Regions from separate parts of the Mus musculus genome. Here regions 1, 2, 3, 4, 5 and 7 are each linked to region 6. The links are chromatin contacts, called in public Hi-C, HiCAR-type and Micro-C maps. All regions are on one chromosome and are shown on one strand. Each heading gives the region's core, a stretch centred on a gene start, on an enhancer-like site or on the middle of the called end of the contact. The rest is flanking DNA. Distances are from core to core; before and after follow the strand shown.

Evidence for each region. A called contact is a pair of places that touch in the nucleus more often than the background predicts. HiCAR-type assays count read pairs that join an accessible place to other places.
Region 1: a contact with region 6 is called in a Hi-C map of B cells, with 8 read pairs. The contact joins the promoter of Tnip2 here to the promoter of Ctbp1 in region 6. A contact is called at or near these places in 3 of 39 promoter capture datasets (liver and neutrophils) and 1 of 484 Hi-C or Micro-C datasets (B cells).
Region 2: a contact with region 6 is called in a HiCAR-type map of astrocytes, with 5 times the contacts expected there. The contact joins the promoter of Gpn1 here to the promoter of Ctbp1 in region 6. A contact is called at or near these places in 2 of 39 promoter capture datasets (hippocampal neurons and liver) and 1 of 115 datasets of contacts at active chromatin or transcription factors (astrocytes).
Region 3: a contact with region 6 is called in a Hi-C map of B cells, with 6 read pairs. The contact joins the promoter of Fam193a here to the promoter of Ctbp1 in region 6. A contact is called at or near these places in 1 of 39 promoter capture datasets (pre-B cells) and 1 of 484 Hi-C or Micro-C datasets (B cells).
Region 4: a Hi-C map of B cells shows a contact between it and region 6, with 5 read pairs. The contact joins the promoter of Mrpl33 here to the promoter of Ctbp1 in region 6. A contact is called at or near these places in 2 of 39 promoter capture datasets (embryonic stem cells and liver) and 1 of 484 Hi-C or Micro-C datasets (B cells).
Region 5: a contact with region 6 is called in a Micro-C map of embryonic stem cells, with 6 times the contacts expected there. The contact joins the promoter of Fosl2 here to the promoter of Ctbp1 in region 6.
Region 7: a contact with region 6 is called in a HiCAR-type map of astrocytes, with 7 times the contacts expected there. The contact joins the promoter of Gckr here to the promoter of Ctbp1 in region 6. A contact is called at or near these places in 2 of 39 promoter capture datasets (hippocampal neurons and liver), 1 of 484 Hi-C or Micro-C datasets (B cells), 2 of 115 datasets of contacts at active chromatin or transcription factors (astrocytes and embryonic forebrain) and 1 of 9 other capture datasets (adipose tissue).

Annotation. Positions count from the first base shown.
Region 1 is chr5:34,512,628-34,515,551 of GRCm38.p6, reverse strand. Tnip2 (TNFAIP3 interacting protein 2) reads left to right here and starts at 1,573. Exons shown (of 6, transcript NM_139064.2): 1 at 1,573-1,933. The coding sequence starts at 1,655.
Region 2 is chr5:31,493,170-31,496,089 of GRCm38.p6, reverse strand. Gpn1 (GPN-loop GTPase 1) reads right to left here and starts at 1,349. Exons shown (of 14, transcript NM_133756.5): 1 at 1,207-1,349; 2 at 479-572. The coding sequence starts at 1,317.
Region 3 is chr5:34,368,613-34,371,429 of GRCm38.p6, reverse strand. It overlaps Fam193a (family with sequence homology 193, member A), which reads right to left and starts at 1,497. Exons shown (of 21, transcript NM_001243123.1): 1 at 1,003-1,497. The coding sequence starts at 1,224.
Region 4 is chr5:31,612,349-31,615,523 of GRCm38.p6, reverse strand. Mrpl33 (mitochondrial ribosomal protein L33) reads right to left here and starts at 1,573. Exons shown (of 4, transcript NM_025796.3): 1 at 1,502-1,573; 2 at 903-921. The coding sequence starts at 1,523. All of the region lies in intron 2 of Gm38424 (a long non-coding RNA gene), which reads right to left.
Region 5 is chr5:32,134,841-32,137,776 of GRCm38.p6, reverse strand. Fosl2 (fos-like antigen 2) reads right to left here and starts at 1,305. Exons shown (of 4, transcript NM_008037.4): 1 at 972-1,305. The coding sequence starts at 1,073.
Region 6 is chr5:33,273,266-33,276,370 of GRCm38.p6, reverse strand. Ctbp1 (C-terminal binding protein 1) reads left to right here and starts at 1,367. Exons shown (of 10, transcript NM_001198861.1): 1 at 1,367-1,592.
Region 7 is chr5:31,295,968-31,299,129 of GRCm38.p6, reverse strand. It overlaps Gckr (glucokinase regulatory protein), which reads right to left and starts at 1,567. Exons shown (of 19, transcript NM_001374741.1): 1 at 1,451-1,567; 2 at 810-965; 3 at 348-416. The coding sequence starts at 1,510.

The DNA of each region.
Region 1 (2,924 bases), core at 324-2,823, 1.2 Mb before region 6:
GGTTATCTCAATTATGTGCAACTACATAAAATCAAAGCTTTTGAACTCCAAACACATGTGGCCCAGAAGCATTTGAATAAATGTCTTTGTTGTTTGATTCATATTTTGCACTTCACAACCAGGCTCAAAAGCACTTGAGTGGTCTACTAGGCTACACACAGGAATAGTAGTGAAGAGTTAAAGCCACATATCAGCTCTGGGCCAGGGTTCTTCTGTGTGATATCCACTCCCACACCCACTTCCCCTTCATCCCACAACTGCCTCAGTCAATCAAGATGACCCTGCATGACCATAGCAATGACTGTGCTGGACAATCATTTAATCATGGAAGTTTGGATGAGAACAGCTCCCATAGACTCATGTTTGGATACTTGGTCCCCAGTTGGTGACTCATGTAAGGTTAGAAAGGATTTCAAAGTATGGCCTGTTGGAAGAGCTGTGCCATTATGGGCAGAGAGATTCTGAGGTTTCAGCTTGCCCTCTGCTTCCTGATTTGTAATCAAGATGTGAGCTATCAGCTTTAAACATCTGACCCTTTATCCCAAGTAATGCTTCTTCTATACGCTGCCTTGGTCCTGGCATTTTGTCACACTAATAGAAAAGAAATACGCACTCATTCTCTAGTTCCACAACACCCCTACCAGGTAGGGAAGGAAGCAACTGTGACCCATCTTTTCTGAGCAGAAGTTTTGGGCTGGAAGGGCTAAGAAGGAACTGAACATAAGTGAGCCAGGTCTGTGACTCCCAGTATCCATCCCATACATTCTTGGCGAGGTCTGGCTTTGCTTATAGTTTTATACTTGCAAGTGAGTGTGTTCCTGCAGGCTCAACCAGAGCTTGCCTGTGAGCAGACAGGGTATTGAGAGTAGAAGACTGAGCAGAAAAGGAGACACACATCCTCACATAGGGAGGGGACCTCCATGAGATCTTAGCAATGAGCCATTGAAAGATTCTCACGGAGGAGAGACTTCCCAGTGGAAAAACAGTGTTCATATGGAAACTGTGGGAAGGAAAGGGTGGGCACCCTCTTGTCTTCTGCTAGAACAGCTTCTAGCGCTAAGGCCATCCTAACGCGAATTTAGGGGCATGCTGGGGTTTGGTGGCTGGCTCTGGGCTCCATCATGTACTCTGGATGGGAACACCTTTCTGGGTCAGTGTCCCTCTATGAAGAAACGCATGTCAAGTCCCGGAAGAGGAAGGAGCCCAGCCAATGAAACCTGACCACACTCTACGTCCCATGTTTGAAGTCCTTTGATTTATTTGCTTTTCTTCAGCTGCTGTACCAGAGGATACCTAACCCCAAACCCTGGTCGCAGATGGGGTCTGACTCCAGGAAAATTCCTCAGACGCAGGGAATAGAGCAGACAGCACCTAGAATGGAGCTGGTGTGTCAAGAGAAAGTGAGATCATAGAGTAGGAGGGACCAGCTGTGGGAGGGGACGGAGTCAGACTCCCGGCAGTGGGAGAGGCGGAGCCAGCTGTAGGCGGGGCGGAGTCAGACTCCGGGCCATGGACGAGGCGGAGCCAGCTGTGGGCGGGGGCGGATTAGGCTCTGGGAGTGGGCGGGGCGGGAAACGTTCCGGGAAGGCTGGTTTTCGCTCCCCCTGTGTGGAGAAGTTGGAGACGCCCAAGTCCCCACGGAAGGCCTACAGCCATGTCGTCTGGGGACCCAAGGTCTGGTAGACAGGACGGGGCCCCGCGTGCGGCCGCAGCGCTCTGTGGCCTGTACCACGAGGCCGGCCAGCAACTACAGCGCCTGAAGGATCAGCTGGCCGCGCGTGACGCCCTCATCGCGAGCCTCCGCACCCGCCTCGCGGCTCTGGAAGGGCACACGGCGCCGTCACTCGTGGACGCACTTCTGGATCAGGTGGAGCGCTTCCGTGAGCAGCTGCGACGACAGGAGGAAGGCGCTTCGGAGACCCAGCTGCGGCAGGTGCGGGGCGGGCGGGAGCTGCTGCGCAAGGCGGCCTGGGGAACTTGTTGGAGCGAGTGACGTGGAGTCCAGAGATGCGCGAGGTCTTGAGGGTCGCGAGGATATGAAGCTCGAGGTGCGGGTCTGAAGAGCTCGAGGTCTGAGCATAGTGGTTTAGGGGTGCGCTGGGGTTTGAAAGGAGCTGGGTTATGAGGGATACGAGATCCTGAGACTAGTGGGTCCTGAGGTTTCAGGGTCTGAAGGGCGTGGGGATCAGAGGCGCAGGTAATCCTGTTGGATTAGGGTCTGAAGGTAAGAGTCTGGGTAGTTCAGGGTATTGAGCAGTTCGGGATTCATTCGTAGGCTCAGGGGATATGCCAGAGGTGAGCAGGAGTCTCTGGGGCTCGGGGTTCTGGTGAGCAACAGGGTGGTAGGGGTGTGACTGTTTGAGGAGTACCAAGTCCTGACGTCCTGCTGAGGTTATGAGCACTTCTGAGGGACTTGTAATAGAGGTTAATTTGGGACAGACCCCCTGGGTCTCTCGACTTTGAGGGGTACTGCTGTGGGAAACTTACTCATGAAGTTTTGTGGGGGACAGGGTTCTGCGGAATGTGAGGGATCCTGGAGTGCAGGGATCTTGTGGGGCATAATGTTCTGAGGTAGCCTCGAACACGTGGTTCTGTTGGTAGTAAGCTTCTCCAATATGTACTCATATTATTAGTAATATTATTATATTAGTCCCAAAGGGGTGTGTAGCTGTTTTAATCACTGCCTTATTTGCGTTAAAGAGATACCATGACTAAGGCAACTCTTATAAAAGAAAGTATTTAATTGAGGGCTGGCTTACAGTTTCAGAGGGTCAGTCCATTATCATCATGGTGGGGAGTATGGTAGCTTGCAGGCAAGCTTGGTGCTGGAGAAGTAGCTGAGAGCTACATCCTGATCCACTGGCAGAGAGACGTCCACTAGGCCTGGTGCGGGCTTTTGAAACCTCAAAGCCCATCCCTAGTGA
Region 2 (2,920 bases), core at 100-2,599, 1.8 Mb after region 6:
GTCTGGCTATGCAAGTCGGACTGACTCTGAACTCTAAATATTCTGCCTCAGGCTCCCTTGGATCACACCAATACTTAAATCTTTTTGATAGTCTCAATCAGAAAGCTCTCCTCAGAACAGTGCATATTCTTACACACACACCCCACACACACAACTTTGGAAATGGAAGGAACCTGCCTATAAAGTGAATTACAGCAAATCTTATAAACTCTGACAAAAGAAACCAAAGGATTCACGTGTCAGGTGACAGCCCGACCTAATGTCATGTCTCATTCTCAAACCAATTCAACGGTTTCACACACCGAGGGCATGAGAGAGAGGTGAGCGGGGATAGTGCATAAGAGGGATAAATCTGCATAAGCAAGAAGCCTGTTCCGGAACTCAGGCAAATCCACAGAAAAGAAAAGTACATAGTTAGCTAGCTTAGAAAGAAAAGACAAGAAAAGGAAATCAAGCAAGCAGGCAGGCAGGCACTCACCAATATTGGCGGGAAAGGGGACTTCATGCACAGCTGGGTCCAGGTTGATTACATACGGTGGACAGCCTTTGTTGTGCAGGTGTCCTGTGAGCCTCTGCAAAAACAAGGAGCCAGGGTTGGAGGGTGATGACCAAAGGATAGGAACGGGCCCCGAGAATTCCCATCCCTTTACTGACCATGCTTATAAAATCTGTAACAATCTCCTTCTTCCCTCAGCGTGTTCAACACTGAAGAGTTTAAAAAGCCATCTAGTTCCAGTACCTGTCTCCCTATTCTCCGTCACGGCTTCGCTAACTCTGCCCCTCCAAGGGTTTTCTTCCTCTGTCTCCTCCACTAAAACACTCACTCCGTGAAAGCAAGAACCCTGTCGATCTCATTGCCGCTGTACTCTCAGAGCTTAGAACGTGGTAGGTCGAACGAAGTGATTCTTTCACAACTCTTCACGCAAACCAGAGTAGTAGACGTTACACTCCCCTACTCTTTAGGCCCGGGCCTTCGGAAAGCTGCCAATTCGCAGCAAGACAAGTTCAGCTGTACCAAGTGTGCATTAAGGTTGCCCAGGAGCCGGCCTCAAGTGACCCAGGCTAGGGTTCGAGGCTTCGGGAAGGAAAGGAGTCAGAGGACAGCTCGAGAAAACCACGCGCCCGGACCCGCAGATTCCCCAGACAACTTCCTCCCTTCTTCCCGGGCCTGAGGCGCCACTACCGCTTCTGCACGGTGCACGTCACCTGTACAAAGGTAGTTTTCCCGGATCCCGCCATTCCCAACACCAACAGACACACGGGGGGCTGAGGAGCCCGGGAAGCCTGGGGTTCGGATGGAGCCACGGGCGCCGCCATCTTTCCTCAGCCACGCCCACCACTCAGGGATCGCCCGGCGGCCTGCGGGCTCTCTGAATTCCGGGCTGCGATTGGTAGGAAAATCCGTCCTCTTGCGTACAGGGCTACGATTGGTCGAACGATCCGGCCTCTCTGAGTTTAGGGTTGCGATTGGCCAGACTATCCAAACCGCTCGAACCTACTGCAGTGGGTGCCTGACCGGCTTTTGGCATCTGACTTGCAGGGGTCACTTTGATGCTATAGTGGCTTTGCACAAGTGAGGGGTAGTGTAGGGAACCAGGAAGGGTTGACAGGAGTGAGATAGGACCCGGAAAGGGTTAAGCTCGTGTCCCCAAGGGAGTAATGAGGTGGGATTCCCAAGCCAGGATCTGTCAGGATCCTATAACAAAGGTGTTGCTCTACCTTTTATTTTATTGTCTAAGAAGAAGAAGAAAAAAATTAAACGTCATTATGTTCTAGAAAATATTAGGTAAAAATTAGCGTAACACTTGAAAGATAGCATGAATACTGTACTTTAACAGAGGAAGATACATTTTCTGGCAATCATTGCCTAATGCAAAGGGGACTAAAGAACCTTACAGCGTTTGTGGCTGAAGTGTGGCTGAATAATTAATACCGGAAGATATGGGTAGAGGAAGGGAGACGAACCTCATGAGGGAAAGCCCTGTATGACAGAGACTGTGACCAATGTCTTATTTGCTCATCTGTATGGCTATTTGTCCAAGGGAAGAAGAAAAGATGGTGAACCAAAGGCTCAAGGGAACCAGAAAACTCCTAAAAAGTCCCCTTTAAGAGTGAGGTAAAGGGCTAGGAGTCAAGGGTGGCCCTGGGTTTTGTTGACATTCTTGGAAAGTGGATAAAACTCTTTTTTTTTTTTTTAAGATTTATTTATTTATTATATGTAAGTACACTGTAGCTGTCTTCCGACACTCCAGAAGAGGGAGTCAGATCTCATTATGGGTGGTTGTGAGCCACCATGTGGTTGCTGGGATTTGAACTCCGGACTTTCGGAAGAGTAGTCGGGTGCTTTTACCCGCTGAGCCATCTCACCAGCCCCCGTGGATAAAACTCTTAAAGAACAAAAAGTTTGTATATATCTATACATAGATATCTCATTTTATTATGACATGTGCAGGCTGTGGAGAGGGCTCAGTTAGTAAGGTGCTTGCTGCACAAACTTAAGGGCCAGAATTCAGACCCCTGCCCTCACATAAAAGCCCAGGCATTGTGGATTGTGCCTATAATCCCAGTGCTAGGGAGCTAGAGATGGGAGAATCCCTGGAGCTCAGTGGCCAGCTAGCTTAGCCAAATTAATGAGCTCCAGGATCAGTGAGCAACGTACCATACCAAATGGATAGTGATTCTCCTTTCCTGACTCAGGCCCTCTCTGGGCACCACTGTCTGGCTTGTGTTACTTTCTGGCAGGGATTCAGGTAACATTATTTTTCTGGCAGTACCCATACAGTTCAGTTAGTTCACTCCCCACCATGTGAGTCTCAGAGATGGAATTCAGGTTGGAAAGATTGGCTGTAAACACCTGTAATTACTGACCCAACTCCTGGCTGTGGCATCAGCAATTTGGCAAGTTGAAGCTTTGTATGGG
Region 3 (2,817 bases), core at 248-2,747, 1.1 Mb before region 6:
CTATTACCCTTTCTATAAAGCTTTCGAACAGGCCAACCTCCCACCTTCCCCTTCCAGCAAAAGCAAAGGCGACCCACAAAGTCCCAAAATGAAAAATCACAACCTCATTTTAAACTAGAGCTGTCCAGAGTCAAGAAAAAGGCCAAACTCTGGAAACTCAAACCCAAGGACAAACCCCAGATGCTAAACAAATGTAACAATACTCCGCGAAGAAAGCTCCCAAAGTTGCACCAAAACTGCAGAGAACACCGGGAACAAATAAGGAAAACTTAAGTATTTATCCATTACTGTACTTTCTTGCAACAACATGAGCATCAAAACCCATGCCCATCCCCAACAATTTTCTCAACTGCTCTCAATACATACTGTGCCAACACAATATTCCGAATCTCATTAAAAAAAAAAAAAATCTGCCTCATGACTTGGCACACAAATACCCCTTAAAGCTTTGGTTTCTTCACTGTGGATGTCTTTTTAAAAGAAGATAACTTGTTTTAGCAACCTTACAAGAACGCAACTTGAGAGAAACCCATAATCATTCGGTGGCCAATCCAATCTATAGAACCGATTATGCCAACTGCATCCCACGTACCAGCACTATCTTCTGAAACAGAATAAAAGAGACAGCGGTCCATCCACAGCATGCCTGCGTAAGTAAACCTGAAAAAATAGTTACCCCAACCCTTGCGACTATCCTCAGCTGACACTCCTGAGGAAAGAGACCCCGGCGGCTCCCGAGAGCTTACAGCAGCAGGCACAGAGGGCAAGACAGCCGCGCCCGTGGTGCGCCAGGCGGTACCCAGAAACTTCTAGGGGGCACTTTTCAAGGCCACAGTCGGTGTGCCTCGGGGGTCCCGCCGGCGCCGCCCTCCCTCCGCCGCGCTCGCGCCCGGGAGGAGCTGTCAGCTAGGCAGGCGCCGGCCCGTTATCCGCCGGCCGCGCCCGCCCGGCCGCTCGTGAGGGGGCGGCGGCCGCTCCCGCCCGCGGACCCCTGCTGCTTACCTCGAAGTAGCCTCCGGCGGCACCGCCCGCACCCGCGCCCAGAGGCCCGTGGGCCGCCGCGCCGCCCAGCAGGCCCGCCGCGCCGGGGCCCGGGGCCTGGGGGCCGCGCAGGGCCGCCGCCGAGCCGGCCTTGCCGCCCGAGCCGCCGCCACCCGAGCCACCGCCGCCGCCGCGCTTGTTCTTCCGGCGCTTGGCTCCGCGCTTAGCGTCGGCCGGGCTCATGGCGGGAGTGAGGGACGGAGGACGGCGGGCGGGGAAGGGGCGCGGGCGGGCGCCGGGCCGCGGGCGGCGGCGGCAGCGGCGGGCAGGCGGAGGCGGCGGCGGGCGCTGCGGCCGGCCGGGCGGGGGGCGCGGCGCGGGGTCTCCTCCCGGGCTGGGAGGGCGGGGCGGACGGGATCTGAGGGGCAGCTGCTGGCGAGAGCGACGCGAGTCCACCGGGCCCGGTGCCGCCGCTGACCAGAGTTAAGAGTCCAATATGGCGGACACAAGGGGAAAGGGATCCCAGTTTACGTCGGGGGAGGGGGGAAGCAGCGGCAGGGGGAGGGGCGCGGGCGGCCGCCCCCCGCACTCCGCCCTCCCGGGCGGCGCGCCCCTGGCCTGGGACCCCGCCCCCGACGCCACGCGCGAGGCATGCCGGGAGCTGTAGTTCCAGCCGCCCGCGGCTCCGCCCGGGCGTGTGGGGCGGGACCACGACTCCCGTAGGGCCACGCGCAGTTAGTCGTGCGGGGAGAGGGTGTGCCTAGGGTGACGTCCGGCGCCGCGTGGCCCTGTGGAATCTGTAGTCCGCGCACGGACGGAGCTGGAGGCGGGCGGGGTCCAAGAGGGTCTCGCAGTTCCAACTCTGGCGGTCTCTCAGTTCCTTTAGTACAGCCTCCTGCCAAAGACCCAAGCTCTTGCCCTGCTCGTAGTGGGCCCTGCTGACTTTGGCCCAGTCCAGGTTCGAGCGTGCCCCTTTCACCTGTCGCTGTGTGACCTTGGCCTATGCCAGGGCCAGTGGAAAGAGGGCCGGCATCCGCCGACTGGTAATTCACTGCATCTGCGCTGACAAGGCCTGCAGTAAGCAGGAGCCTGCCTCACTCCTTCCTCGCTTCTCTTTAAAGTCTCCATACTTAAAGGAGCGCTTCCTCAGGCCATCGCCCATGCTATTCATCACTTTCCATTCACCACATACCAGGAGGACTTTAGTTCAGGACAGAAGTCTGGACCACTACCTAGAAACCTTGTTCCTTGGCGCCCTGCTTATCGCCTATAGGTACAAGGACCCAAACCAAAGGTTTCCCGCAGTTCATACCTATTTTTGATTCCATCAGTGGAACCAAGTGCTATCTGTTGAGATTAGCATTGCGACATACAGACATGCGCTCCTGAACCATCTCCTATTACCTCCTAGTTAGTCATTCTGGCCCAATTCAGCAATTCTGACCCATTTTTCACCCCAAACCTGAGCAGCCCAATGTGATGAACCCCGTTTCAATGACTAACTTCCCAATAGAATGAAGGTCCCTCACCCAAACAGGTCTTGGATAGCTCTGATATTAAAGTGTAGTAGGATGCCAGGCTAAATCTCCCTCAGTACTCCATAGGTGGGCAGTGTCAGGACCGCCCCTTCCCTCCATTTCATCTAAGGAGTCCAGTTGAATGCCTCCCTACTTCCATAACCACTTTGCTTTCTTCTGTTCTTGGCACATTGGCATGGAGTTGAAATTTTTAAGTGTCATTAGTATCCTAGAGGGCACAGGATATAGAAGTGCTTGCCTCCACCATAATCCCAACCCCTTGCAGGCACAGGGCTGGGCATGCAGCACTCCAGTAATT
Region 4 (3,175 bases), core at 324-2,823, 1.7 Mb after region 6:
GAAAACTTAGAAAAACAAATATGAGGCTGAACAGAATTCAGGAAGAGAGCTTGTGCCCAGCATGGGCCTAGGTTCAATGCCCAGTACTGGAGGGGAGAGAGGGTTATATAATTAACATAATTATCCATTCAGTCACACGGATTCAACAAGTCTCTATGGGGTACTTACTCTGTGAGGAGCCCTACAAGACACTAAGTCTGTGCCTCCTAGGGCTGAAATTATGGAACAGATGGACTGGCCCATAGGCAAGGCACAGGTCTAGCCTCTCAGTTCCAGCTGCCTAACGCTTAGCTCTGCAATCTTTCTAGTGCTTGGACTGACTTCTATAAACAGGCTCTAGGTTTCCATCAAATCAGAGCTCATCTGTAGATTCCTGCAGAAGACTCAGGCAAATGGCTCTGGTTAGGTAGAGCCAAACAGATCACCAGCCTGATGCTTGCTTTAGGAGCAAAGCAATGAACTAATAGATTCTGAGGTGAGACCAGAAGCAAAGTTCCTTTACACAAAGGCTGTGAATACTCCCTGGGACAGAAGGGAGACAGCACAGTCCTCAACTTACATCCTCAGTTTACCCAGTGCAAATGCACTGCTTTGCAAGAGGCCACATTTCCCACTGTGCTCTCTTCCCCAGTTAGTAACGGGTACCTCGGCTTCCTACCAGCCACAAAGGGAAGAGGAAGCAGGGTTGCTAAGCGACATGATCTGTGGTTTTGGTATATCAGATGCATTCTCAGCTTATGTATCTGCAACCCAGGATCGAACTGTCAATGGTAGCACCATCAAAGGACTTTTCCCCCAAGGTGCTCACATCAACAAAATAATTAACCAAATAAATAACCCCAGATCAACTCTTGGGAGATCAAACCCAAACACTGGGCCAATAAAACAAAAACCTTACTTACTTTGACTTGCTCTTGGCAACTTGTGTGTGTAAAGGTTGGAAGAAAGAAAAAAGATAAGGTTGTTATTTTTTTCATTCGAAGTGCTTATCAACATTAGTTGTAACCAAAAACACTTTAAAAGTATTCCCCACTTTACACTAAAATAACTTTTTCCTGGTGTGAGTCTGGCCCACACAATTATGAATGTTTTGTTGTTGTTGTTGTCTTGGTATAATCAACAGTTGTCTGCCATCTTAACATCGTTCTAAGTAATATCTGCTCTATCCCCACCCTTCTATAGTGTAAATATTTGTACTGCAACACAGCTCTTGTTTGAACTTTACAGACTGCAGCAAAGTCGCCTGAGATGCTAACTCTAATCAGGATGTCAGCCAGGAGCCAGGCAGCGGGGTAATACCACAGCGGCCAGTAGACATTCTTCGGACACCCCTGCAGAGGGCGACGGGGCTCCCGCCGCCTTCTCACCAGACCCGGAGGCGCGCCGCGGGGTGGCAGCCGCCGCGCCAGGTCCTCCACCCCTCCGGGCTCCACCTCGGGACCTGCGGGTCACCGCCTCGGCTCCACGCCGCAGGCCCTGCCGCCGCCTCAGACCGACTTACAAGAGACAGCGGAGAGCAGCATGGTCCACCGATTCTCACCGAGACCCGCCTAAAGAGCTCAACGACTACTTCCGGGGCATGCGCGGGTTCCGGTAGAAGGCTCAGGAAGTGGACAGAAGCCACGCCCTCCCCTGAAGTTCGGGCAGTCTCTGACTCAGTGATTTATTGGTAGTGAATTTTGTGGTATTATGGGAAGGACCCCCCCTCCATACAAAAGATAATACTGCCAAATATCACAATACCCAGATCTGCCTGGCTCCAAAACATGTAGCCTTTCCCAAGAGACACTGATCTATCTTTTTTTTTTTTTAATTTTATTATATATTTTCTTTATATACATTTCAAATGCTAGCCCGAAAGTTCCCTATATGCTCCCCTACCCACCCTGTACTGGGGCATATAAAGTTTGCAATACCAAGGGGCCTCTCTTCCCAGTGATGGCCGACTAGGCCATCTTCTGATACATATGCAGCTAGAGATACGAGCTCTGGGGGTACTGGTTAGTTCATAGTGTTGTTCCACCTATAGGGTTGCAGACCCCTTCAGCTCCTTGGGTGCTTTCTCTAGCTTCTCCATTGGGGGCCCTATGTTCCATCTTATAGATGACTATGAGCATCCACTTCTGTATTTGCCAGGCACTGGCATAGCCTCATACGAGACAGCTATACCAGGGTCCCTTCAGCAAAATCTTTCTGGCATATGCAATAGTGTCTGGGTTTGATGGCTGATTATGGGATGGATCCCCGGGTGGGGTAGTCTCTGGATATTGTACTCTGATCTACCATTTGCCCAGCAATATTTTTATGCCTGTGCAAGAAGTCCTAACTCCACCACCAGGGACCTCACTGGTAACTTCATCTCCCAATTAATAATCAGGATTTTATTATTTTTGCTGTTGTTTTGCTTAATTTGTGTGTTTATAATGACTCTCCCTATATTATAATTTATTTTTACGCCTGAGTGTTTTGCTTGCTTGTATATTTGTGTACCACTTGTGTGCCTGGTACCTGAGAAGTTTAGCATCATGCTTCAAATCTGGAACCAGAGTGTTATGATAGTTGTGAGCCACCATGTGGGTACTGGAAAGCAAACCCTACTCCCATACAAGAGCAACAAATATTCATAGTGGCTAAGCAATCCTCTCTGGCCTGTTGTTGTTGTTGTTGTTGTTGTTGTTGTTGTTGTTGTTGTTGTCTTAAGTGATCTTCTCAGCAATGCTGTATTTCCATTTCCATGTGAGGAATCCAAGGATAAGAATAACTAACTTGGCCAAGGCTGTTCCAGTTATTAGTGGAAAGTCTAGGTCTTGAATCCAAATCTTCAAAATCTGGAGGTCATATTTTAAATTTTCAAATATGGCAGGCATGTACTTAGTGCTAGTCTAGCTAAATCAGAGAGTTCCAGGTTCAGTAAAGATCCTATCTCCAAAAAAATTAAATAGGGTAGAGAGAAAGCAACATTGGCCTGTCCTCCACACATGCACATATGTTCATGTGTGCCAGTTCACATGTACACACATATAACACAGGAACACAAAAAAGATACCATGTCTCTTGAATGCTTGAATGGAGTGTGAAGGAGGCAATTACTTTCTCCTCCCATTAGGTACATCTGCCTGTTATTTACACCTAACACAGTGCTGGCAGCTGGTGACTTGATTAAGATGTTACTGAT
Region 5 (2,936 bases), core at 56-2,555, 1.1 Mb after region 6:
TTGTGGTTCCTGCGACACAGGCCAGGTACCCTACCACCCCTACCGCCCCACCAATACCTGTCTGGTACCTACAAAGACACAGATTACAGGCACAATCCTTCAGTGCAAACCAGTCTGGCTGCTTTAGAAAGAGATGTTTTTCTACTTCTAAATCCACTCAGGAGCTCAAGCGATGTGTCTCTTTCTCCCACTTCTCTCTGACAGCTTCTTTGCCCCAGGTACCCCCAAGCCCCTCAAAGTTCTGCTGGGGGGGGGGGGAAGTACAGGCTCCTGCCCAACCCTTACCGGAAGCTGGAGGGGGGGTGTCACAGGAGGTGTCAAGAGCCAATCAAAGCCAGCTTCTTCCTTCCTGACCTTCGCACCTAATTCCCAGGGGCAACCCTCGCCCTCACTCCCAAACACTTGAAGGAGCCCAGCTTTGTTTTTGAGTCCCCAATCCCTTTCAGAAAACAGCTAAGACCGAAGAATAACAGAAGAAGAAAGGGTTAAAAAGCCTTCCCCCCCGCCCCCCCCCGTAGGGTCCTTGACGGCTGGGAGGGGCTTAGGGGGCGCAAAAATTTTCTTGCCTATCCACTACCTAGAAAGAGGAACGTGAAAAGGGAGGGAGAGCGGCTCGGAAGGAGGCAACAGGCTTCCCGGAGGGGACCTGTAATTTCAAGAGCTTTTCTGGAAAATTAAGTACGAAAAGGGGGAGAGGGTGTCGTTGGCTCTTCAAGCCCACTCTCCACTTGCTTAAAAAAAAAGAAAAGAAAAGAAAAGAAAAAGAAAAAGAAAAGTGGAGAGTGGGTAGGGCGGAACAGGAAAAAAAAAAAGAAAAAGAAAAGAAAAGAAACCCACAACTTACAGCGGTGAAGTATTTTTCTAGCCTGGCTAGGAAAGGGAAAAGAAGGAGGTTGGGGGTGGAGGCAGTGGGAGCAAGAAGAGGGTAGGAGTCTGCCCGCGCCGCCAGGTGCACCCCGGCCCGCACGTACCTGCTGGCCGCCGCCACCGCTGGAGTAGGACTCGGCGTGCGCAGGAGAGCCGCTGCTGCCCCGGGACGAGGTGTCAAAGTTCCCGGGATAATCCTGGTACATGATCCGCGGTGGGGGCCGGAGAGGAAACAGGGTGGTTTTCTTCCCCGCCCTCGCCGCGGCCGCGCACAGTCTGCTGCGCGCTCGCTGGTCCACCGGCCCGGCCACGGGCTGGGCTTTTCGCTCCCGGGATGTCCCCTAACCAAGGCAGACAGGAGGCAGCGACACTCGGGAAGTGACCCCCCCGATCGCCGCGCACCGCACTTCGTTTCTGCTCTGCAAGCTCCGCGGAACCGGTTGTCCACCGAGTCCCTCCCTCTAAAAAGTCGGCGCGTCCCTCGGTCCCTCCCCTGCGCGCGCCCTTCCGCCCCCGCGCGCAGCCGGAGCTCTGCCGGGACCCACGGGCTGGAGAAAAATGGGCAACGCAAAAAGACTAGGAGCCCCGCGGGTGTCGCTTGGCAGCTCTGGGGGACTCCCTCCCCGATCTCTCAGGGCGCCAAAAAGGCGAAAAAGAAAAGCTGCCGGTTGGGAGAAACTTCTGTTTCCTCCTTTTAGAAAAGGAGCCCGAGAATAAACTTCCTGTGGCCAACTCGCCGCCTGAGTTTCCCGGCGACTCGGACACTTGACTTAGGACAAGGCGGTGAGCGCCGGTCCAGCGGCCCCGATCGCGCCGGTGGGACAGCGCCCGTGGGATTCTAGGCTGAGCGGTGCTGAGAGGGACGTGGCTCCGCGTCGCAGTGACCTGCACCCCGTGCTGGCTCCAGGACCTGCCAAGCCTCGCGCTTCTCGCCTCGCTTCGCCCTCCCCTCTCTCCCCCTCTTTCTTGCGCTCGCTCTCTTTCTCTCTCTCTGTCCCTGCCGAGCGCCGCTCACTGTCTCGCTTCGAGCCCCTGCGCTCTGCCCGAGATGAGTCACTACAATGGCACGAGTTCAACTCCACACTCTTTATTCTCCAGCCCCGCACCATGTGGATCCACTCACGTCAACCTTAGACTCCACCTTGCTGGGAGGAGCGCTCGAGGCGGCGGGGGAGGAGGCCTGGGACAAGGAGGAGGAGGAAGAGGCGCGGGAGGGGAGGGGAGAAGGCGGGCGGGGCGCTCCCCTCCCGGCCTCGCTCGCGGTCGCGCTGACGCCAGCCACAGACCCCGCGCGAGGAAGGCGGGAGGCGGGGAGGGTGGGAGAGCGCGGCCCTCGCACTACGGGGGCGCCGAGGCCGCCCGCGTTCTCGCCGAACTCCTCCACCCCCCCTGGGGCGCAGCGCCCTTGGTCTGTTCCATTGGCGCACGTTGCCAAAGATGGTCATTTGCGTTAGAGGACGCGAATGCGGGTTTCCTCGCCTTCGGGTGACGTGGAGGGAGAGGGATTCCCTCGCCTGCTCCCGCCTGCGCCCTGGCCTCCCTACCTCCTCCCCTCCATCCCCAACCAAAAGGAAGGGGCGCGGGGCGGGGCCCCGAAAGCGGCCGCGCCGGCCTGGGCTCCGGGTTTTAGAAAAGGAAAAAAAAAAAAAAAAAAAAAAAATCGCAGCCCTGAAGACGAGACGGGCGGCTCAGTGCGGCGCCACCGCGAGGCAGAGAGCCCGGCGCGCAGAGCTGCTCGCGGGGAGGGCGCGGCCGTGCGCAGTCGTCCGCACCCTCAGCGGCGCCGCCCGGTACAGCGGGCGTCCTGGGCGCACCGGGCACCCGCGCCACCCTGCGGCCGGGTCTTGGCGGGGTGCGGCGCGGCGTCGCCAGGCGGGGCTGGCCTGCCCATTTTTCACTCGGAGCCTGGCTGCCCACTGCTTCCCCTTTTTGTGTGTGTGTGTGTTGTGTGTGTGTGTGTGTGTGTGTGTGTGTGCGCGCGCGCGCGCTTGTTTTTTTTTTTTTCTTTTTCTTTTTTCTTTTTTTAATTTATTTTATTTTGGCCTTCCAATTAACTTGCTTAGAAGTAG
Region 6 (3,105 bases), core at 118-2,617:
GAGGTTTCCTGGGAGGCCCTAAGGGTTTTTTTTTTCTTTTTTTTTTTTCCATTTTTTTATTAGGTATTTAGCACATTTACATTTCCAATGCTATACCAAAAGTCCCCAATACCCACACCCCCCCCACTCTCCTACCCACCCACTCCCCCTTTTTGGCCCTGGCGTTCCCCTGTACTGGGGCATATAAAGTTTGCAAGTCCAATGTGCCTCTTTCAAGTGATGGCCTATTAGGCCATCTTTTGAGCCCTAAGGGTTTTTATACAAGCCCTGATATAATCCCTCACAAGGATGGAGTGATGTGGTGGTCCTAGTCACAATGTGCAAGAAAAAGTGGGAATTTGGGCAGCCTGAGAAGGAATAGGAGGTGTCACTCTGCCATGGAGTTGCTATGTTAGGATGGAACAACTGGGAGGAGCCCTTTGGATGGATCTGTAGGGAGTCACCTGCAGCTCGAGAAAACTGGAACAGACCAGGAGAGACAGTCCAGGATAGGGGTGGGGATTAAGGGAAAGTGTACATCTGCTGGCTTTCCCCCCTAGCCCTCAGTCTATTTAGGAAATACTGTAGCAGGTTTGAGACTCCACCTGTTAGATCTTTTTCTCCATCCATGTCTGCCAATAGATGGAATTGGAAGGTATTTTCAAAGCATTTTTTCTGTAAACAGATGCCCAGGCCCTTGTCATCCCTCATTGATACTGCCCACCTTTCTCAAAGATTTGATTTTCAAAACTCGTAACCATATGGCCTTCAGCATCCTTCAGTTTGGACTGTTCCCGTGATGTTATTATTATTATTATTATTAATTATTATTATTATTTTATTTTATTTTATTTTTTTTTATTTTTATTTTTTTTAACAGCTAAGCGGTATCCCTCGCTACGCCTGTCTGACAGTCCCACCAACAGTCAGTCGCTTACTCTGGGGTGGCCAGCGGGCATCTGTCCCTGCGCACAGATCACTTTCCCTGGCTGGGGCGCTGTCCAGCTCCTGGGTCCTGGGTCCGCGGCCCCAGCTCTAGCGCACAAGGGGCCGAGTGAACCGCTCTCGCTGTCCTCTTGAGGCCCCGGCGACTAGACTGGTAGCGCCCCACGCGGATGGGCTGCTTCACCACTCAGGCTCCGGCCCAGGTCACCGCGCCAAGGAGTGGCAGGGGCGCAGTCCGGGGTACGCGCAGGGGAGGGGAGGCCGGGGGCGGGTACAGCTGGGGGCGTGTCCAGGAAGGGAATCCAGCCTGGGAGGGGCGCTGGGGGTGGGGGCCGAGCGTCGGGCCGGCGGGCAGCTGGGCCCCTGAGCCGCCCGCGTACGTCCAGCGCGCCGCCTTGCCTGCAAACAGCAGACCAACCGAGGCCACGCCCGCGCGCGCGCGCCGCGTGTCCCCGCCCGCTCGTCGGTCGGAGCGCGGCTGGCGGCGCGGTGGCGGCTCGGCACGGCGGTGGCCGGGCGCAGGCGGCCGGGCGGAGTAGCAGACTGCGCCGAAGCCGCCCCAGGCGCAGGGCTCGCGGCGGCGGAGAGCGCCGGACTCATCGGGGCCCGCGGCCACCCGCACCTTTCAATGGGCAGCTCCCACTTGCTCAACAAGGGCCTGCCGCTGGGTAAGGCCGCGCGCGCGCATTTCCGGCTGCGGGCGGGGGGTGGAGGGGCGGGGGCGGGGCGGCCGGGCGCGCGCGGCGCTGGCTTTGTGTGCGAGTGCGCGTGCGCGCTCGCTGCGCGCGCGCCTGGTTGGGGGGGAGAAACCCAGGAGGCCAACGGGTGATGCGCATGCGCGAACTGCTGCACGCGCGTGCGCGTCCCTATTTTCCGATGCCCGCTCGCGACCCGCGCAGGTGACAAAGGGGCCTGTGGTGGTGCGACCCAGACTGTGACCGAGCCGGGCCTGTCTTCCTGGCCCGGGGTCCCGCGAGGATCCTTCTCGTGGACACCCAGCCGGGACCTAGGTGTTCCCGGAGTGACGAGCCTGCGGATTCCGCATGGGCCTCGGGTCGGCAGATCCGGGAGCGGGTAGTCTCTAGAGGTGGCGCTGAGGGAACATGGGTGGCCTACATGCCTATCACCCCTCTGGTCGACTTAGTGATGCTCAGCTTGGCACCTGGATTTGGACCACTTACGTTTTTTTTTATTCATTTATGAAAGTCCTTAAGCCACAGGGGTCCTGCCTGTGGAGGGCAGTCCTTCCTTGGCTGCGTTCCCTGGCCGCGTAGCCTGGCGCACGCGCAGCGAAGACGACCCCACCTTCGGGCGGGGCAGCCGAGAGGTTTCGGATTAGGGAGGAGCCTTTTGCCCACCGTCCAAGTGCCCTACAGTGTCCCTCTCTTTGGCGCTTCCACTTTAATGACCACACGGCTTGACCCCCAGCTCTGTTCTCACAAGGGCACTGCCTTCTTCCTTATAGCCTGAAAGCTGGCAGGGGATGAATCCTCGCAGCGTGTGCTGCCAGCAGGAAATAAGGAACTGTAGGCAGGAGGGAAAAAGGGAGGCGCCCTGTGATGGCCCACTATACCTCTTATCACACAAGGCCATTTTGCAGATCCTGTCAGTTTGTTTCAGGGTGTGGCGGGGTAAGGCCCTCCAGGCCTGCCTTCATCCTGGACTGGTGGTGGGTACTCCTCCCCTACACTGCACCTCTTCAGAGCTGAACTCCCTGGAGGCTCATGTGTATACACACACACACACACACACACACACACACACTTTTGTAGGAAGAGGCTCTGCACCCAAACCAGCAGGGTTATAGTCCAAATTTCCCATGGGGTAGGGAGGGCAGGCCCAGCCCATTGCCTTCCAGAAATCAGCAGGACAGCCTTGCCTGTCAAACCTTTCCTGGCCCAGGGTTATGTCCCTTGTCGTGTTGAGCTTTTGATTGATTAGGACAAATTTGCCTTGTAGGAAGGAAAAGGGAAGGAGTTTAGCTGTCCAGTATTTAGGAAAGTGAACCCAGTGAGCCAGGGTGTCAGCAAGATGATACCTAGCAGTTTTATTCCCCGGGTAGTATGTTCCCTTACTGTGTTTTGCTTTGTCACTTCCAGATTCAGAGCACGTGTCCAATATAAACAGGGATACACAGGATGCTTACCCCAGTGTGATTGGCATGCAGGACATCGGGGCTCC
Region 7 (3,162 bases), core at 318-2,817, 2.0 Mb after region 6:
TTTCAGAGGACCCCATGGCAGCTCACAATCATCTGTGATCCTTTCCTGCCTTCCAAGGGCACCAGGTACACACGTGGTACACAGACATACATGCAGCCAAAACAGCCATAAACATTTAAAAAATAATAATATTTTCAAAGGAAATGCACTGCTGCTGATAAAGTAGTATCCATCTGGTAGCTGTCATAACTATTATCAGTGACTAAAACAACAAAAAATATCCAAAGGGAAGACTAAAAGAATAAAGAACTGAGATTTATAAAAACAAGAAGTGGAGACCCGGGAAGGAGGAAGTTGGAGGGAACAGAAGTGTTTGGATGGATGAGAAGCAGGTGGGGAATTTGTACCTTCAGCACTTCCTGGACCTTGCCAGCCACTTGCAACATGGTGGTCAGAACTGACTCACTGTACAGTCGCTGTAGAGAGTGGACAGGAATCAGGATGGAGAAATGGGGTGGGGGGGTAGAGGTGAGAGAAAGGCAGTGAGATGACTCAGTGAGTTAAGAGGATTGTGGCCAAGTCTGATGATCTGAGTTTAATCCCAGGGACCCACATGGTGAAAGGACAGACTGATTCCCAAAAGTTGTCCTCTGACTTCCACACATTTCCTCATGGAACAAATCCTTCCACATCACAAAACAGATAAATAAATTTTAAAAATGGGAATGGGGAGGGGAGGAAGAAATGGAAGATGATGGATTGAGATTGAAGGAGAGGGATCAGGATTTCCTGTATCAGGAGGGTAGAGGTGGAAGTGTGGCCGACTTGACATCTTTATTTGCAGTGTCTGAGATTTGACTGTGGGTCACCTGGTAGGTGGGCATGATTTGCCCCTCCTCCTGGAATATCTCAGCATCACACTGCCCCAGCAGTTGAACAATTTTCTCTGCATCTGCTTTGTCCAAGTTCCGGGTCAGTGGGTTGGACTTCTCTGTGATTGGCACAGCTGCTTCATACCCTGACAACTAGAGACACACAAGGGTAGGGACAGAAAGCCAAAGTCTGCCTTATGCCTGCTGGACTGGAGGTGGGAGTGGCAGGAGGCCCAGTGTTTGGCTTAGATTCACATACTTCACACACACCGACTTGTGCACATACATGCACACATAAGGCACACACCATTCACATACTAAAAACTTAGTCTTCATGTGATGTTCTGAGCCTATTAGGAAAGGAAGATCATAAGGAAAGGTAAGGGGAAAGGTGCCTATCATGGTAAGTGTGCCTGCAATTCAGGCATTTGGAAAGTGAAGCTGCAACAAAGGGATCAGGAGTTCAAGGCTATCCTCAGATACATAGCAAGTTTGAGGCCAGCCTGGGCTAGACCGTGTAGCAAAAGAAAAAAAAAAAAAAATAGAAGAGGGAGTAGAAGTCCAGAGCTGAGGCCAGTCCAAACTTAACAGTATTTTAGGAATCAGAAGAGAAGGCTGAAATGGAGAAAGAACCTTACCTCCCATTCCCCAGGCTCAGGGGTCTCGATCACATGCTGATACCGCTTGGTGCTTGGCATGGTCCCACACTGCAGACTCTCCAACCCGCCTGCCTCTGCACTCACGCAATCTGTTCTGGCCCCAATAATTTGCTTCCAGTTGGCAGGGTCTTATCTGAGCCATGGAGATGATTAACCTAAGAACCCTGCCTCTCAAAACACCACCCCCTACGCCCCTCTCTTCAACACCCGTTCCTGTCGCCGGGGCTTCCAGCCCTCACAGGAGCTCCTGAGGGTCCTCTTTGCGTATACTCTGGCTTGCCAGCCTCTGCCCTTGGAGAAGAGGACCAGACGTTCTTTGCTTTTGCCCTTGCAGAACACCCAGGTCAGAAAGAATCCCTGAACAAATCTGTGGCCCAAATGCCTCCAAAGGCCAGAGATCAGGGTCAGTAGAAGTCAGAGGACTCAGGTCATGGCTTGATCACATGTCAGCATGCAGTCCTTCCCTGCCCCACTGGCTCATTTTATCTGCTCCTCTCTGAAAGAAAAGCAATAGACGCTTCTGGACCCCAGGTGTGCGAACACTGAACTGGATATCACAGAGGAGATGTCACAGAAATAGAAATACTGCTAAGAACAACGAGGACCAAGAAATTGCCCTAAATACCACAGTCTCTATTTCTCCTGACCCACTTTCTCCCAAATGGCAGACATCATTGGATACATGGACACATGGACACATAGATACATAGAAGCCATTGTTGGCATTGTTTTTAGATGAGGAAACAGCCTCAGACAAGTGGTTGGCTATTTAGGATCACACAGATTTCATACTCAGCTAACATATGAAATAATTTAAGGACCTAACATGTCTACATGTTTACTGAATGAATGCAACAACTAACAAGTTGTTGAATAATACTTATTCATACAGTGACAGAAGGTTTTTAAAGACTCTTGTTGCCGGGCAGTGGTGATGCACCCCTTTAATTCCAGCACTCGGGAGACAGAGGCAGGTGGATTTCTGAGTTTGAAGCCAGTCTGGTCTACAGAGTGAGTTCCAGGACAGCCAGGGCTACACAGAGAAACCCTGTCTTGGAAAAAAAAAAAAAAAAAAAAAAAAAAAAAAGACCCTTGTCCAGTGTTTGACACTATTGATATTCTAACAATTGTTTCATGTTTCTATGCTTTAAGGGTAGAAAACCTGAGGTGTGGGTTAACCGATTTCTCTCAAAGGAATGTGTTACACTCACACCCACGGGGGGGGGGGGGGGGGGAGAGAGAGAGAGATCTGCTTTTAAATTGCTCTTATATGCCCAGCCCTCTTTTTAATCCTTTCTAGTTCTTATAATGATGCCAGGCACATAGAAGATGATCAGTAAATATTTGCTGAATAAACGAAAGAGTGAATGAGAAAGCGAATGGAATCAAATCAGATCATGAATGGAAAAGAGACTTAAAAGCTGACGCAGTCTCCAAGAGGTTGTTAAAACAATAATTATCTCCATCATCCTCTGCTCGTGGCCCCCTCCTGCATTCGGAGATGGAATGCCTCTTCCTAACTTGGCTAATTTCATGCGGGGAAGGAGGTGCTTTCTCAGGTGCACAAGACCCTCACACCTGAGCCTGTCCTGGTGGCTCTAGTCAGTTAATCGGCTAGAGCAGGGAGGGTGAAGGAAGGGATAGGGGCCCCGGCAGGCCGCCATAGGGAGGGTCGTGGGAGGAGCCCAGGG